Linked DNA regions of Rattus norvegicus: region 2 is linked to region 1. Evidence: chromatin contacts called from public Hi-C data. All regions are on one chromosome and are shown on one strand. Each heading gives the region's core, a stretch centred on a gene start, on an enhancer-like site or on the middle of the called end of the contact. The rest is flanking DNA. Distances are from core to core; before and after follow the strand shown. Region 1 has its middle 32 kb from the start of Actr2. Region 2 overlaps Rab1a (RAB1A, member RAS oncogene family).

Region 1 (4,630 bases), core at 1,568-4,067:
TGTTTACTTAGTGTGTGCATGCAAGTGTGCAGCCGTCAGAGGATGACTTGTAGGAGCTGGTCCTGTAGCCATGAAGGTTCTAGTGATGGTCCCAGGTCACCAGGCTTGCAGACAAGCACATTTGCTGGCTGAACCATCTCACTCACTGGTCCTTAGTATTGTCTCCAAAGTCAGCCGTTCATTCATTAAAAGTAGTAGCTTGGTTGTTTCTGGGATACAACGGGAAGGCTAGGCCTCAATGCGTTGGATTCTTGGGCATTCTGTTCCATGCAGACACTAGTTAACTATTCTGTAAGTGGAATAGGGCTGGAGAGGTGGTCCAGTGGTTAGGAGCACTGGCTGCTCTCTTAGAGGACTCCACAGTGATTGTAATTCTAATTCCAGGGGATCCTCAGTATCATCTTCTAGTCTCCACGAGGACTCCATGCATGTGGTCAGACATACAGGCAGGAAAAACACCCTACACATATCATATAAAATAAGTGAAATAAGGTAGACTTCTCTTTTTGTACTTCTAACACTTTTCCTGCAGAGTCATAATCTGATAGACTCAATGTATACAGTAAATTAATAACTGATCCCCACAGATTCATAACCTCAGCCGTTAACAGATGTTAAAGAATGACACCAAAGACAGAAGAGAAAGCCTCATCACTCAGAGTAAAACAAAGGGTTTTAGTCTGTTCTAACCAACTGTGACCTGTTAATCATTTACACTGGTTACCCAGGAAAACCATTCAGATCTGCGCTCCCGTGTTTAATAGGTTTCATGCCCGTGTACTTATTGACTGACTGCAGGGTAGGAAGCTATTACAGCATTTGTTCTAAGGAATAAGTTCTAAAGGAAATGGCCTAGCCTGGCCTTCTCTCTCCAGGTCTTATTTTTAAGTCATCACTTCCTTCTGCCACAGAGGTTTTCAAATGACATTGATTTCTTTGCATTCTAATAGGCACCACACCGGAAAGACCATAGAGCTGTCTCTAGTGCTCTCCAATTGTACTCTCCAGTGCTACCCTGTGGGAGAGGGCATTAGCACACAGCTTGACTCCTGGACATCAGGACAGTTCCTGGTAACTGCCATAGCTACCGAATCCAACCCACCCAGAACAGGAGGGATTTGAGGACAAAAGTTTTATCAATTTGGGAATTTGGTTTTGGTTTTTTTTATTGTTGTTTGAGACAGAATCTTTCTATACGACCTTGATTGGCCCACAACCTGCTGAGTTTTTTTTTTCTTTTTTTTTTCTTTTTTCTTTTCTTTTCTTTTTTTTTTTTTTTTTTTTCGGAGCTGGGGACCGAACCCAGGGCCTTGCACTTGCCAGGCAAGCGCTCTACCACTGAGCTAAATCCCCAACCCACTGAGCTAAATCCCCCCAACCGAGAAGTTTTAAGGATATATCTTTGACGTATTTAAGGACACTCGAGTTGTATACACATGGGCACACACATATCTGTGAAATCATGTATGTAGTATTAGTTATGCAATATTAGTCTCACGTTTTAGAGATAGAAAGGGTGAAGCTGGAAAATGAAGTGTTTTGCACCGGGTCACACCTGAGGCAGTTTCCTGACTTGGTTGCTGGTCCCGAACGCTTCTGTATCAGTCCACTCACTGGACATTGGAGAAGACCCAGAACAGGCACATATCCTAGTGAGATGCAATGGGAAGGTCAGAGGTTCAGGCCATTCAGTTCGCTTTAAATAAAGCAACAAAAAAGACCATACCTGACTCTTGCCTTGATGGCGTCAAGGTCTATATTTAAGGTCTATATTACCGAGCAGATGCTTGGTACTAATTACATAAAAAGAAGAACGAATAATCAGATACAGTCTCAGCTGGTGTTAATTAAAATGCACAATCCCAAGTAGGAGGCACTTATTAAATAATCAAGTAGTCAGAGGCGGGGAATGCTCTAAATTATACATGGAAAGAAAGAAGCGTTCTGTTAGGGAAGAGGGTGCCACTGTAAGTGGACTTAAACCAGTGTTTTTCAGCCTGTAGGTCAAGCCCCTTTGGCAAACCTCTCTCTCCAAAATAGTTACTTTATGGTTCATAACAGTAGAAAAAATGCAGTTATGAAGTAGCAATGAAATAATTCCGTGGTTGGAAATGAGTTACTGGAGGAGGGAATAGTCAGAAGACTGGAGTGCTAGGTGTGGACGTGCTTATTACCACAGCACCTGGGAGGTAGAGGTCAGAGGATCAGGAGCTCAAGGTCATCTTGCAGCCACACAGCTAGTTCAAGGCCAGCACTGGCTACATGAGACCCTGCCTGCTTAACAGGCAGGGGTTGAAGGCTGTTGTATAGAACGGAGACAGGGGAGCTCCCAACCCACAGGTAGATTATACAGAGCCTTAGGGGCTCACAGTGGGCTTTAAACTTCATCCCAAGGACAGTGGGAGATCGCTAACACACTACAAGTGAGACCTGGTCTGCAAAGGGGTTCAAGGCCCTTGCAAAAGTAATTTCCTGAAGGGACACATTGTTTCTGGGCTGCATAAAGAGACAGTGGTGAAGAGAGCCTGGCAGGGCAGAGAGGGCAGCAGGCTCTGGGCAGAGGGCCTGAAAGGTGAAAGCAACGTGCTGGAGGGTCACTGAGTTGTGGAAGGAAGAAGAAGGTAGAGAAGGTTTCGTTTTATGTTGTGACCATCACAGTTAAGAGTGATGACAGGGCAGAGGGCAACGGTCCTCACATGAGGGCAGTAACGACATAGCTGGAACCCAAAACGAAAGCATTTTGCCCTTTGACTCTGTCACCCCACCAGGGAGGATGCCCTGTGGTTCAAGTAAGTACTGTTACTTCTCTTTTGCAGAAGCCGCTGGAAAACGAAAGTCTGGATTCCCGGAAGTCTCCACTTTCAGGTGCTGTACAACCCTGCCCTCTGCTGGCCAATTCTGGTAGACACCCAAGAAACTAAGCTGTAGAAACTGCAGGCACAGGCAGCAAAGACAGAGAGTTATGCTACATACGTCTTGGTTACCTTTCTATTATCGTAACAAAACACCACGACCAAAGCAGCAGATAAAAAATTTTAATTGAGCTTACAGTTTCAAAGGACTATACCCCATGATGATGGAGCAAAGGCATGGCAACAGCAGGAACAGCTGAGAGATCACATCCTGAACCACAAACAAGACACAGAGAGCACTCCAGGAATGATAGGACACTTTTGAAAGCTCAAAGCCAGGGGTTGGGGATTTAGCTCAGTGGTAGAGCGCTTGCCTAGGAAGCGCAAGGCCCTGGGTTCGGTCCCCAGCTCCGGAAAAAAAAAAAAAAAAAAAAAAGAAAGCTCAAAGCCCCGCCCCCAGTGACACACCTCTTCCAACCAAGCCGTACTTCCTAATCCTTCCCAAACAGTTCTACCAACTGGGCCCACTCTCATCCAAAGCACCACATTGTCACACTTCACTTCGTAATGTTTCTGTCAGATTTAGGCTCAGAACAGTGTTCTTACAAGTAAGGCACCCTCTGTAAATAATGCCAGCTCATGTTATCACAGGATGAAAAGGCATCCCATGGAAAGCTGAGAGAACACAAACTGTTCTATAAATTGTGTTCTCACTCTCCTAGTGGAATGATCGTAATAAACGATTGGTAATGAAATATAGAAACTTTAACTAGATCTCTAAATGACACTTTGGAAAGGTGTAAACATTACAAACTACAAACGAAATCATCCAAATTAAAATACAGGGTGTTCTAGTAGTCTCGAGACCTCTCTCTTGCTTCTATATTCACTCACTGTTCTGGCTACTGTGTCTATTTGTTTGAGTCAAGTTCTCAATGTGTACCCTTGAGTGGGCTTTGTGTTCATTAACTAGCCCAGGCTGATCTTGAACTGAATTCTTCTGTCTCAGCCTCTCAAGCACTGGGATTACAGGAGCACGTCGCCCCAGCCAGCTGCCTTCACCCTGACTTCTATCAGCAGAGATGAGCTTACCCTGTTCTTGAGTATCATATCGGTAGAGTCAACAGTGTGCTCTCTTGTATTGTGCCTCTTTGGCTTAACATAACCTGTGCCATTTCCTAAATTGTATATTGTAATAAATCCCTTTAAAAAAATCTTCAAACTTTTTTTTTTAAATAAGGTGTTCTTTTTTTTTTTTAATTTTATTTATTATATATCTAAGTACACTGTAGCTGTCTTCAGATACACCAGAAGAGGGCATCAGATCTCTTTACAGATGGTTGTGAGCCACCATGTGGTTGCTGGGAATTGAACTCATGACCTCTGGAAGAGCAGTTGGGTGCTCTTAACCGCTGAGCCATCTCTCCAGCCCCTTCAAACTTTTTTTTGTTTAAGATTTACGTGTATGTGTTGGTGCCCTTGGAGGTCAGAGAACATAGACCCCAGGAGCTAGATTTACAAGTCATTGTAGGTATCATAATATAATGTGGCAGGACGGAGTACCTTAGTGGACCTGGCTGGCTAAGGTGTCCCCCTGAACAACCAAGCCACGTGACAGACCTAGTATGAAGAAGGTTTATTGGCAGAAAGGGAGGGGGACTTGGAGAAGGGGTAGAGGCACAGACGGAGACAGAGAAGGACTGAAGGAGAGGGGAGAGAGGAAGAGACTGGCCAGGAACACATATCGAAGAGAAGGGAGAGGGGAGGGGGGGAGGGGA
Region 2 (4,630 bases), core at 1,062-3,561, 78 kb before region 1:
ATCCTGCTCTGCTGCCTAGGCTGGTCTCAATCTCCTGGGCTCCTGAGATCCTATTTCAGCCTCCCAAGCAGCTAACTAGAGGCACAGGACATCATGCTAATGGAGCATTTTCTTTCCCTATTCATATTCCATTACCTTTTGCTTGTAATGGTAAATCTCTTAAGTTATCTCCAAATTAACTATCTCATTCAGATAGTTCAGATTTAACATTTGCTACAAGCAAATGAGTTTTTTGTTTTTATTTCTCGAATAGTAAAAATAAATTTCTGACCGAAAGTCTGTTCAAAAGCCTTCAAGGACAGCCAGTCCACACAGTGAGTTCAGGCTAGCCAAAATTACAGTGAGATTGTGTCAAAATCATCCACACACATACACAAAAGTAACTAACTTCCTGCTTTGTTGGTAGCATATAATATTCTCTAGAAACTTACCTGGTCTGTCACATCATACACAACTATGATGCCATGGGCTCCTCTGTAATAACTGGAGGTGATTGTTCGAAATCTTTCCTGGCCTGCTGTGTCCCACTATAGAAAAAAATCAGGGAAGGCAAACAATTCCATTAAAACATACTTGGGGGAACATGCAGGAGAAAACTGTAGATTACTAGGATTTGAAATGCCAGCAGTATTTAATGCTTACATTATTAAATTGCATTGCAAGTATCAAATATGTTAAAATCCAGAAGAGAAGATAATGCCTACGGTTTAGCAGGTAGTACTGATGCCAAAATTCTAAATTCTTTGAGAATATAAGCTATGCTAGGCTAGGCTAGGCCGTCAGTAAAACTAGAGTCCAGAGCCACAGCTTACTTCTTGGCTGCAGCCACTTGTCACAGACCAGGCTCTGCCACGCCCTAGGGTAACAAGGAGGCGCTATCTCAGTCTGAGCAGAAATAATGTAAGGAGAATGTTCCTTAACACCTTTGAAATGAAGCTCATTTCTTCTAAGTGGAGAAGAGCATGGAGGGAAGGTTCAACTGTTAAGAGGATATATTGGTCTTCCAGAGAACCTGAGTTCAATTCCCAGTACCCAGATTAATGCTTGTAACTAACTCTAGCTTCAAAGGCATCCAATGCCTCTGGTTTCTTCAGGCACATGCATTCATATACACATATGCTTAATAAAAATACCTTTTAATGAGAAAAGACAGATAAGATTGGCCAGCAAGAGCTATGCAAACCTGACAACCTGAGGTTGATCCCTGGAACCCATGACAGAAGGAAGAAACTATAAGAAGGTATCCTCAGGTCAAGTATGGGGACTGCCTATAGTCCCTGCACTGAGGCAACAAAGGCAGGTGGAGCTCTGTGGGTTCAAGACTAGCCTTTTCTATATACAGCAAGTTCTAGGCCAACTACGGTTATATAGTTTGAGACCCTCTTTTAAAAATAAAAATCCTCTGACCACCACAGATGTGCCATGGCACAGAAGTCCCACACACATGGTAATATTAATAGGGCCTTTTAAATTTTTATTTTGATTTTGGTTTTCAAAATAGGGTTTCTGTGTAGTCCTGCCTGTCCTGGAATGTTGTAGATCAGGCCATCCTCCAACTCAGAAATCTGCCTCTGCCTCTGCCTCTGTAATTCCTCCCCTGTGCTGAAATTAAAGGTGTCCACCATCATGCCTGGCTGACAATTATTAATTATGTTTTTAAAGACAAAAATGTGTAACACATTAGGATACCTTATCATTTAGATGCACATGTGCACGCATACACACACACAAAAACTACATTTGGGGAAATGTGAAAACTAGATATATAATATTAATGATAATTCTGTTAAATATAATGGTGAAACAGATAATAAAATGTAGATGCATATTAATTATAGTAAGTCTTTTTTTTTTTTTTTTTGTAAAATTGGGCATAGTGGTGCATAACTGTAGTCCCAGCAGCAGTGAGGGCGCAGAAGCAGGATGATTACAACAAATTCAAAGCCAGCCAAGGCTACATAGTAAGTCTGTCTCAAAACACCCCCAAAGCCTTTAAACATTAACAAAGGAAACTTCCAGATGAAACAGAAAGCAGCCAGGTGTGGTGGCACACACCTTTAATCCTAACACTTGGGAGGCAGAAGCAGGTAGATCTGTGAGTTCAGGGCCAGCTTAGTCTACAAAGCAGTTTTCAGAAGAGTCAGGTCTGTTAAATGGTAAAGAGAGGGAGAAAAGAAAATGAAAGCAAATAATATTCAAGGTGAGCAGCTACTTATCTAAAATCCAAAATAAAATCAATACTGGCTTCATTTCACTTTTCCCTCTGGAGTCTTCCAACCCAGCTCAGGGAGACCTGGCCATCATGACAGAGCATAAAACATGAAGGGACAGACTTAGAGCACTTGGAAGAAAGCACACGGCCTGACAAGCTGACATGCAGTGGGCTAGACGTACAATTTTGCATTTACATTCTTATAACATTTTCTTTTTGTGTGTATATATGGCATGTATATGTAGGGACCTAAGGCCTTCCTGGATTACACTCCACCTTACTCACTGAGCCCAGAGCTGACTGAATGGCTGACAAAGCTGTCCCGTGCTCCTGTAACCCACTCTCTGCCTTCCATGGATTACAGACAGGTGGGTCCCCACCTACAGCGTCTTCACAGGTGAACTCAGGTCCTCGAAGTCACAAGTACTACTGGACCATATCTGCAGCCCTTTCTACACACGCCCCAAATTAAAGACAAGCAAACCTAAATCTTAACAATACAGACAGGGGTTGGGGATTTAGCTCAGTGGTAAGAGCGCTTGCCTAGGAAGTGCAAGGCCCTGGGTTCGGTCCCCAGCTCCGAAAAAAAAAAAAAAAAAACAATACAGACTGCTAGGGAAGGTGCTTAATGTAACAGTGAATGTAAACTCATGCATTCCTTTTTTATTCTTTAGTAGATTAACAATAAGCATGAAGTCCACGAAGACCAAGAGAGAAATTTTATTTTATTTTTTTTCATTTTTCTTTTTTTCGGAGCTGGGGACCGAACTCAGGGCCTTGTGCTTACTAGGCAAGCGCTCTACCACTGAGCTAAATTCCCAACCCCGAGAAATTTTATTTTTATGTATGAGTGTTTTGCCTGCACGTATATCTGTACACTAAGTACATGCCTGTCGGCCACAGAGGCAAGAAGGCATCGGACTTCATGGGGCTGAAATTATGGTGTGTGCAGCACTGAACCCCCAGTGCACTGAGCCACTTCTCCACACCCAAAGGAAGAAAATTTTTAAGAAATTCAGAAAAGTTTGTCTCACATACTGTACTGTACTATATTTTAGGGAACCCTTTTATAAAAGGTACTTGAAAATGCAAGACATGAAAGTTCGATGCCAAAAGAAAAGTAATTAACTTGATTCACACAGCTTCAAACTGCAGAGGAATTCTACAAAAGTTAAAGGACACTGACTCCAGCCCAATATAAAGAATGGAGAGCTAGAGCCAGTAAACTAAAAGTACCTGCTTTTGAAAATGGTGAATTTCCTAAATATGTTTATGTAACAACACCAGATAAGGAAAGAAAATTCCTGTTAAAAACTCCTGTTACAGAGAGTAAACTGCAAGATCCTTTCCAGACAAAGGAAGTAACAAAATTAAAATATTTTAAAATACACAAATCCTGTAGAGATTGATGACCACATATTCTACTGATACCTAGGCTTGGATGGGTCCTCTACAATATTGTGTCACATAGCGTATCATACAATAGCATACCCCAGAGCCCACTGACCTGTCTCCAAGATCAGAAAGGGACACACATAGCAAGAGCCATGTAATTCTCAAAACTACCTCATAAATTAGTAAGCCAGGAGACAGTACGAGGGGTGGAGCTGAGCAAACTTGTTATTTTTCTAAGTCAACATCAAAAAGCTTGGCATACCCCCATAACCCCAGCACTTGGGAGGCAGACGCAAGCAGATCTCCGAGTTGGAGGCCAGCCTGACCTACAGAGTTCCAAAACAGCCAAGGCTACACAGAGAAACCCTGCCTCAAAAACCCAAGAGAAAAAGAAAAGAAAGAAATATCAAAATCAAAATAATAACTTTGACTCAAAATTCAGGACTTCAGCACAGAGCAAAATCCATTTCCATGAAAAGAGCAATGGTCAGTCTTCAGTGTTCCTTTACACTAAGCCTGCTCTACAACACACTAACTTCTGAAATTAAAACCCTACTTAAACAAACAAAAACTCCTATTAACTGTGCGCGTGCACACTCGCATGTCTGTGTGTCTGTGTCTCTGTGTGTGTGATGATACTCATATTGTGAACACCCTTGCCACACAGAGGTCAAAGGAGAACTTGCAGGAAGTCCCTTCTCTCCACACAGGTCCACACAGGTCCTGGGAGTCGGACTCAGGCCGTCCGTAACTCACCAAGCACCTGCTGGGCTGTCATACTGGCCCATCATCACTTTTTCCTTCTTTTTTTTTTTTGGGGTTCTTTTTTTTGGAGCTAGGGACCGAACCCAGGGCCTTGCGCTTCCTAGGTAAGCACTCTACCACTGAGCTAAATCCCCAGCCCCCACTTTTTCCTTCTTAACCTGTTGGCAGTTCCTAGACTCATGCTCAAGACATAGAAGCATTCGACTGGAGTGGGAGTGAGGACAGACAAGGTACTGAAGATAGCAAGGGAACACAGGT

Evidence for each region. A called contact is a pair of places that touch in the nucleus more often than the background predicts.
Region 2: a Hi-C map of liver shows a contact between it and region 1, with 5 times the contacts expected there. The contact joins two enhancer-like sites. A contact is called at or near these places in 9 of 12 Hi-C or Micro-C datasets (the A7r5 cell line, the Rat2 cell line, Schwann cells and 5 more) and 1 of 1 datasets of contacts at active chromatin or transcription factors (oligodendrocytes).

The regions. Positions count from the first base shown.
Region 1 is chr14:98,564,573-98,569,202 of GRCr8, reverse strand. No RefSeq gene overlaps it. Among named protein-coding and RNA genes, the nearest start is that of Actr2, 32 kb to the right of the region's middle. Within about 2 kb of position 2,817, at least 23 of the 93 cell types and tissues checked have an H3K27ac peak or open chromatin away from gene starts, as enhancers often do. A contact at or near this core is called in liver, where this site is marked.
Region 2 is chr14:98,642,197-98,646,826 of GRCr8, reverse strand. Rab1a (RAB1A, member RAS oncogene family) reads right to left here. Exons shown (of 6, transcript NM_031090.3): 4 at 432-527. Among named protein-coding and RNA genes, the nearest start is that of Rab1a, 21 kb to the right of the region's middle. Within about 2 kb of position 2,311, at least 2 of the 93 cell types and tissues checked have an H3K27ac peak or open chromatin away from gene starts, as enhancers often do. A contact at or near this core is called in liver, where this site is marked.